Regions from separate parts of the Mus musculus genome. Here region 1 is linked to region 2. The links are chromatin contacts, called in public promoter capture Hi-C maps. All regions are on one chromosome and are shown on one strand. The core of a region is the stretch at or near the end of the contact, and the rest is flanking DNA. Distances in the headings are between cores, read along the strand shown.

What was found. Capture Hi-C pulls out chosen DNA fragments and counts their contacts.
Region 1: a promoter capture Hi-C map of liver shows a contact between it and region 2. The contact joins two enhancer-like sites. A contact is called at or near these places in 1 of 39 promoter capture datasets (liver), 1 of 484 Hi-C or Micro-C datasets (nephron progenitors) and 3 of 9 other capture datasets (adipose tissue, liver and pancreatic islet).

Annotation. Positions count from the first base shown.
Region 1 is chr2:5,031,971-5,035,721 of GRCm38.p6, forward strand. It overlaps Optn (optineurin), which reads right to left. Exons shown (of 14, transcript NM_001356487.1): 8 at 2,998-3,113; 9 at 2,184-2,333; 10 at 1,161-1,254. Among named protein-coding and RNA genes, the nearest start is that of Mcm10, 21 kb to the left of the region's middle. Within about 2 kb of position 1,736, at least 25 of the 459 cell types and tissues checked have an H3K27ac peak or open chromatin away from gene starts, as enhancers often do. A contact at or near this core is called in liver, where this site is marked.
Region 2 is chr2:4,936,393-4,940,224 of GRCm38.p6, forward strand. Phyh (phytanoyl-CoA hydroxylase) reads left to right here. Exons shown (of 9, transcript NM_010726.2): 8 at 1,284-1,418; 9 at 1,915-2,351. The coding sequence ends at 1,968. Among named protein-coding and RNA genes, the nearest start is that of Gm13194, 3.8 kb to the right of the region's middle. Within about 2 kb of position 1,604, at least 3 of the 459 cell types and tissues checked have an H3K27ac peak or open chromatin away from gene starts, as enhancers often do. A contact at or near this core is called in liver, where this site is marked.

The sequences.
Region 1 (3,751 bases), core at 486-2,985, 96 kb after region 2:
TGATGTTACTTTAGTTTACATTTAAAAGGGATCAGGTCCTTATTGGACAATGCAGCTCACACCTCTAATCCCAGCACTCTGGAGGCAGCAGGGATGGGTAGAACTCTGAGTTCAAGGCCAGCCTTGTCTATGCAGTGAGTTCCAGGCTAGCCAAGGACACATAAAGGCTCTTTCTCTAGATAAACAAACAAACAAACAAACAAACAAACAAAAGGTTCTCTCTCTTTTTTTAAAGCTATAGTTTAAGAGAGTTATAAAATTTTTTTGTTTTTTAATGAAGTAAAAAGGCCTGGGGGATTACCCAGTCCCTAGTGCCTGCTGTGTGTATGAGATCTGAGGCCAGTTCCTCAGCATCCATCTAAAAGGTAGATATGGTGATAACTCTTGCTTGCAACCCTAGTCCTGGGGATGCAGAGACAGGAGGGTGCCTGGTTTGCTGGCTGGCCAGCCTAGCCAATTGGTAAGCTTCAATAAGAGAGACCCTCAGAAACTAAAGTGGCCTGTCTCAAAGAAAATACCAAAGTCAGCTTTTGACTTCCACATGAACATGCCAATATGTACATGGACCCCACCCCCTACACCCTGCCCCCTCTGGAAAAGGAAAAGAAAACATGGTGCTTATGTCAGAGACCTGTAATCGTAACTACTCAGGAGATTGAGCAGTAGGCTTGCAAGTTCAAGGTCTGCTCAAGTAACTCTGAGACCCTGTAAGAGGGAAGGCAGGAGGGTGTAGCTCAATAGTAGAACATTTGCCAAATATGCAAGAGGCCCTAGGCTTATTCGAACATCCTTACTAATTTAAACTAAATGCTGTAAAACCAGGGTTCCAAGTTCAGTGCCAGCAGGCAAGATGGCCTTGCACAGTCTCAGCCAGTAGATGGCTATAGCTAGCTGTCTCGCTCCACTGTTGACAAGGAGCCCAGGCTCTCAGCTTTCCTACAGACACACCCTCGGGAAGTAGGAAAAGCCCTTGCCCTGCCTGGAGACATCAGCACCCCCTCCATACACAAGTCACGTTTTATATACAAGCTGAGGTGAAAAGCTATAATAATTCTGTTACAACTGATAACCGCAAAGCAGTTCTTGAGAGTGGATTTAGTTGAGGGGTCATTTGGTGGTTCAATCCCCAGGCTATGGAAGTACCTTTGCTCTGTAAATACCTGTTGCTTGGTTAGTTCTTCAATTGTTTTCAGTGCCTTATTATGTTCTTGAAGGAGCTTGTTGTGAGTTGCCTGCAGAGTGGCTAACCTGGACCTATTAAAATGTGATATTAAAAGTGGAATAATGAGGGAAATATCACAGAAGCCCATCCTCCTGTCTCCCTAACAGACTTTGAAAACTCAAGTAGAAAAATCTCTTGGTTTTTTTCCATCCCACCAACTTTTAACTCTCAGCTTGACAGGACCAGGAGTCACCTGAGGAAAGTCTCAGTGAGAGATCGCTTCCATCAGGTTGGCTCAGGGGCCTGTCTGTGAGGACTGTCTGCACTGCCTTTACCCATGTCGGATGACCTGCCACATGAAAGCAGTGACACCGGCCAGTCCCTAGCTTAGGGCTCTCGATTATCCCAGCACTCGGGTGTAAGAGGCAGGTGGATCTCTGTGAATTCTGGGACAGCCAGAGAAACACAGACCAATCCTGTCTCAAAAAACAAAACTAAGCAATAGAAGTAGGCAAGGCAAGCTGAGAACTAAGCATTCATTTCTCTCTGCTCTTGACATGATGTGAATGGGCTTCCAGCCCAGAGCGCCTTGGCCAACTCCCTCCCAGTGAGTGGCTGGACCGTGTAAGCTAAGATAACCCCTCTGTCCACGAAGTTGCTTTGTCAGGCTATTTTATCATGGAACAGAAATGAAACTACAGCCACCACTTGTCAGCATTTTTCTTACTCTCAAAGAAAATGGTATCTTCCATAAGACTGTCTTTCTCTCAAAAGATAGAATAAAAATAATTTTCCTATTTTTGCTACAACGCAAAACTTTAATCTGTCCAGGAGTCTCCTAGACATCTAGTTTCCAGATGGTAAAACAGATTTTATGCCATGACTCCCAGGTACACCCCCACCCCCACCCCACCCCATCTGTATTTGGCCAGCTGTCCTTCCCCTTCTGGGTGAGCTGCCGCCCCACCCCGCCCCGCCCCCGCCCCGCCCCCACCCCACGCACACAGGTGCACACACTCACTTCTCCTCCTCTGTCTTGGCCTGCTCCATCTTGATTTCGGAGCGCATGCTCTCCACCTGCAGCTCTAACTTCTTGTTACTGTAAACGAGCTCTTGCTTTTCATTCAGCTCTGATGGTGTTGCAGAGTTCTTCCTCTCCAGAGCCTGACACCTGAAAAAGATGAATATTCCCCGAGGAGAAACAACACTTTGTCACTCTCCCTGGCTTCTGCACAAATCCTCAAGAGGATATCAAGTACAGAGTGTGGTAGGGCCACAGGGCAAAACACTTTGTTCTTTTTGCTTCAGGTTTGCTTTCTTGTTTTGTTTCTTCCCGCCTTATGGTGGGTGGGATATTTTAAACATCTTATATTTTTAATATATTTTTACCCAACCTGAACTAAGGAGCAAATTACAGCAAAATCCCTGGGCACCCTTCAGAATCTAAAGTCTGCCTGTCACAAAGACTCTCATTTCTGATGAGGATCCAGTAAGAGGAAAGGAAAGCCCCGAGCATCTCCTATGAGAGCCGAAAGACAGATACACTATGGCTATGTGCAGGGTGTTAATGCCAAGTACAGCAAATCTCTCACATCACAATACTATATGTAGCTCTGTACAGGGGTTACAGAGGTTGGTGCTCTTCACAGCACAGTGCAAGTCCTCTTGTGTCCTTATGACCCGTGTGACAACAGCTTCAGGAATACACACCAACACTAAGTTCTCTTTTTCTGAACCGTCTATCAGGTCCCTGCTTGTTTTAATACAGTAACAAAACTGCTTTGCTACAGTAACGCACTTCATAAATCATGCGAGGAAATTAAATGAGTTATTACTTTTCTTGAAGTCTCTTCTTCATCAGCTCAGCCTCACTGAGTTTTGTGTGTGCCTCTTGAAGCTCCTTAAACAGAGAGGTCACTTGAATGCTCAGTGTTTCCACTTCGCTTCCAACCTGTCAGACAATGTCAGACATTCACGTGAGACAGAGCATTCGAGAGGAGGTGGACCTTGTGTGAGGAGAAAGTATGGACCACTAATATCCAGCTAACACGGAAACCCTGAGTAGACTTGATTTGCGCAAGACTTCCCCAAGTGACTTATGTGAAAAGCAGTCTGGGCAAGCTTGTGTTTCTGTGCACCACATCCACTATCAGTCTAGGCCTGTGTGATAATGGATTTACTGCTAAACCTGGACCTACTCAGGCTTCTGGGATCACAGGTCACCAGGTCAAAATATAACTTTATTCGTGTGGGGAAAGACTCCGAGACTATATTGCCTTGCCAATGTCTGCTTCTAGCTTACGTAATTATTTGTTATCCAGCTCTTCTCCCGGAAGCCCGCCAGTTGTCAATTTGCATATGAGTTTTATCCGAGCTTAGAAACATCAATACTTTCCCATTAACTGTTGGTCCATCAGTTAACGGTGTGCTGTTCTGGCAGCGTGCTCTCTTCATGTAAGCTCATCCTGTTCTCTCTCCACCTTCCCCACCCCCGTTTTGCTTTTGCACTCATGCTGATCTGGAATTTGCTGTCACATAAGCTGTCCTTAAATCTGAAATCCAACTGCCTCAGTCTACCAGACACCAGAC
Region 2 (3,832 bases), core at 354-2,853:
CATTTGGAATTTATAATGTTCACTCTAAGGCACAACAGGAAGCAAGTTTATAATATCTTCACTATTGAGAAATATAGCATTGATCCTAAACAGTACTGAGTTCTAAACTTTACACAGAAATCGGATTCAACAGGCACTCCTATTCCTTACCTTAAGAGTGTATACAACTTCATACACTGCTGCCTACATTAAAAATTCCCCACAAATGCCCCCTGCTTCTCACTTCCACTAGTCCAGTAGATCTGCCAGTCCTGTGGGTCCTCTCTTCCCTATGGGAACACAGGGGTCCATTCCAAACCTTAGGGCTCCTTTGGGTCTAAGTGGGGTTTTATGGTTTGTCACATGGTTCTCATCCAGCCCTGCTGCTCTTTGAGGGCAAAGAGAAGGTGCCAGACATAGCCTTCTCTTCACTTACGTTCCCTCTAGCTTGTCTGGAGCTTGGAATTAGGCAAAGGAGGCAGAGGAGCTGTCTTGGGACAAAACTGAGGGGTTGGTAAAACTCCAGCTATCAAGCTAAGTAATATTCTAGTACTTCACAATCCAACAGCCGTGCTGCCTACTACACCAATGTTTTAAAACAAGAGGCAGGGATGGCCCCGAGAGTCGTACAAGTGTGGGCTGTAGTCATTACAGTACAAAAAAATATACGTTCTGAAATCATGAATTTACCCTTTCTATTTTTTCTAGTGTCTTGAATATTCTAGAAAAATATTCACCATTGTTTCATAACAGAATGCACATGGAAGAGCTCACATTTCCCTCTTTTTTTTTTTTTTTTTTTTTTTGGTTTTTGAGACAGAGTTTCTCTGTATAGCCCTGGCTGTCCTGGAACTCGCTTTGTAGACCAGGCTGGCCTCGAACTCAGAAATTCGCCTACCTCTGCCTCCCGAGTGCTGGTGGAAAAATTTAAATGCCCAAAAATATTGAAGATCTCTTCAAGGACTAGACTTCCTAAATACACCTTTTAAAAAGAAGTGTCGCCGAACAGTGGTGGCACATGCCTTTAATCCCAGCATTTGGGAGACAGAGGTGTTCTCTGTATGTATGTCCTCTTGCGACATGCATACAAACACACACAAACATTGTTTGAAATTTTAAAATATTTTATAATTTCTCACTTAGCCTTGGGAGGAGACTGGTGTAAGATACTGTAGACCACCTCTCCAATTGAAAAATCAAATCCAAGTGAAACAGTTCTGTTCTCAGAGGGCTCTACTTGGCTTCGGGCATAACGGGATCGACAAACTGTTCCTCTCCAATCTTAGTCGGTCCTTTCTCTACAGGCAATTTCCTGCCACTTCGGCAGCTCTGACTGCCAGTGTATCGATGTGAGCGGCACCAGTCAAGAAAATATTGCAAGGGAAGTTGTCGAGATGGCAGAGAAAAAGTATGGATTCCAAGGAGTCATGGACTTTAAGGTACTGCATGCGATCACAGAGGAAACGCTAGGGGGCTAGGGGTCCCTTCCTTCGGGGTTAATCTGAAAGCAGACAGGCTTCTGTTTCGCGCTCACTTCAGAGCTGTGGCTGAACCCACTAAGAAGGGCAACATAGAGCTTTAGCTGTGCATAGTCCCTGTTGTTGCAGACCCGTTCAATCAATCCCCGTGGGCGGGCACATTCGATTTGGAAAGCTGGTTTTATTTTCTTTGTCATCACAAAGGCCGGCATAGGGCTCAAAGACAGAATCAGTGATGACTCAGGGCTGTTAGTACAAGGGGCACACAGAAGTCACACCCCATGTCACCAATCATCTACACTATCTTGACTGGAGTCCCAGAATGTAGTTTATCTATTAATCAATATAACTATTAATATTTTTCCTACTTAATCATTTATAAAGGCTTTTGAACCCTTTAATCATGGTGGGTAGGCCAATGGAAGTATTTCACAAACTCTGTTTGATCTTATTTTAGGACACTTGGATATTTCGAAGCCGACTTGTGAAAGGAGAAAGAATAAACATTTGAAACAGCCCTTCAAGAGTGAGGTACTGGGATGATAGTCTGAGACAGGAGCATCGAGAGTTCGAGTACAGCCTGAGCTACACAGAAGGATGCTATCTCCTCCTCTTTCCCCCATAAACAAAATGAAAAGAGTTAGCTCTTCCTTATAATTCCTTTAAAGAGGACATCAAAGCAAAGAAAGACATCTAAGGAAAAAAATTTTTAACTGAGATGATGTTCTCTTTTTATCACCTGTTAACAAGATCAAGATGCACGTATTGGGGATTCATGAATTTAATTAATGTGGTACTATTGTCTTAATGGAGTGAAATATTACTGTTTTAAGAAAAACTAACCTAGGGTGTAACTAATAAAGGTGACTGAGTATAATGTAGGCATATTAAGTCAATTTCTTTTTTTTAAGATTTATTTATTTATTATATATGAATACACTGTAGCTGTCTTCAGACACTCCAGAAGAGTCAGATCTCATTATGGATGGTTGTGAGCCACCATGTGGTTGCTGGGATTTGAACTCAGGACCTTCGGAAGAGCAGTCATTACTCTCAACTGCTGAGCCATCTCTCCAGCGCCCCAATTTCTTTCTATGCAAGCAGAAATGATTTCTTGGAAGCTCAGTCTACCTCACGTTGTACATCCCTCCCCTCATGAGCCCGCCTCCTACCAGCTTCCTATCATAGAGGTGTTGTTCTCAGTTAGAGCATACAGTGAATATTCACAGCTACAGTGCGCAGGAGAGAACCATGGAGGTGATAAAGGTTGAATCTCATTTTCTCACACACGATTCCTTGCATGACACCACCAGCCCAACACCTTCCATAAACACAGGTTAGTCGTCACCCTACTATCCTTTGGTGCTGAGGAGTGAAAACAAGGGTACCTAGCTTGGTGGGGTATGTTTCAACCCATCCAGGGAAAACATCTACAAATACTAGAAGGTATTTGTAACCATATTTTTCTGGCTTAACTTCTGCAAGGTCCTCCTCCCAATGAGCTCCAGGCCGTTCTCCCCTTGGTCTTTTGCCCTGTTTACTCTTGGCTGCATAAGCATTCACTTGCCAACATACCTTATACTGTTCTACTATCGCTCTGGACCAGAGCCTGAGGTCCATTATATATACACTTTAGGTCCCTTAACTGCTTGGACAAGCTTTTTTATCCCCTAAATGAGTCCATTGATGCATTTGGCCTTGTAAGTCTTTTGCTTGCTTTCTGGGGAGTATAGTTCTCCCTTCTTGTGTGCGCCATTGTTCTACCTTCTCTTGGTAATAGTTGGTAGGGTGGCTAGCAATCTGAGTCCTTTCTTCTTCTGTGTATTTTGAGTCTAGCCTGAGAGTCAGGACTCTGTAGATTCCTTCCCTGTCGCTTTTCTTTATTCTCTTTCTCTGCTCCTTTTCCTCCTCTGTCTCCTTGTTATGGTAGACTTTCTCAGCAACCTGAACTAAATTCTTCAATGACTTATTCTGTCTTTCTAGCCTCTGACACTTTTTCCTGATATGTCTACTAGCCTGGTCTATAAAAGCCATTGTCACGGTAGTTTTATGCTCTTTGCTGCTGGGGTCATAGGGTGTATATTGGTACTCTAGAAAGGCTGCGGGCAATTCATCTGGTCTCTGCTTAACCTCACGTACCTTGGTCAAATTTGTGGGCCGTCATGCAGTGGAATGTGGTGGGAGACCGTTAGGTGCGCCTTACATTTTGCCATATTAAAGTTCCAGTCAGGTCTAGTCAGGGAAAGCCCACTGTCCATGACAGCCTGGTCAATCGATGGTGCCCCCTGTGTCTGAGGGGGTATTCTTTCTGGCTTCTGGCTTCCTGCATTATAAATAAAACACTCTCAAAGAGATTAACCAGCCCTTAGTGGGAG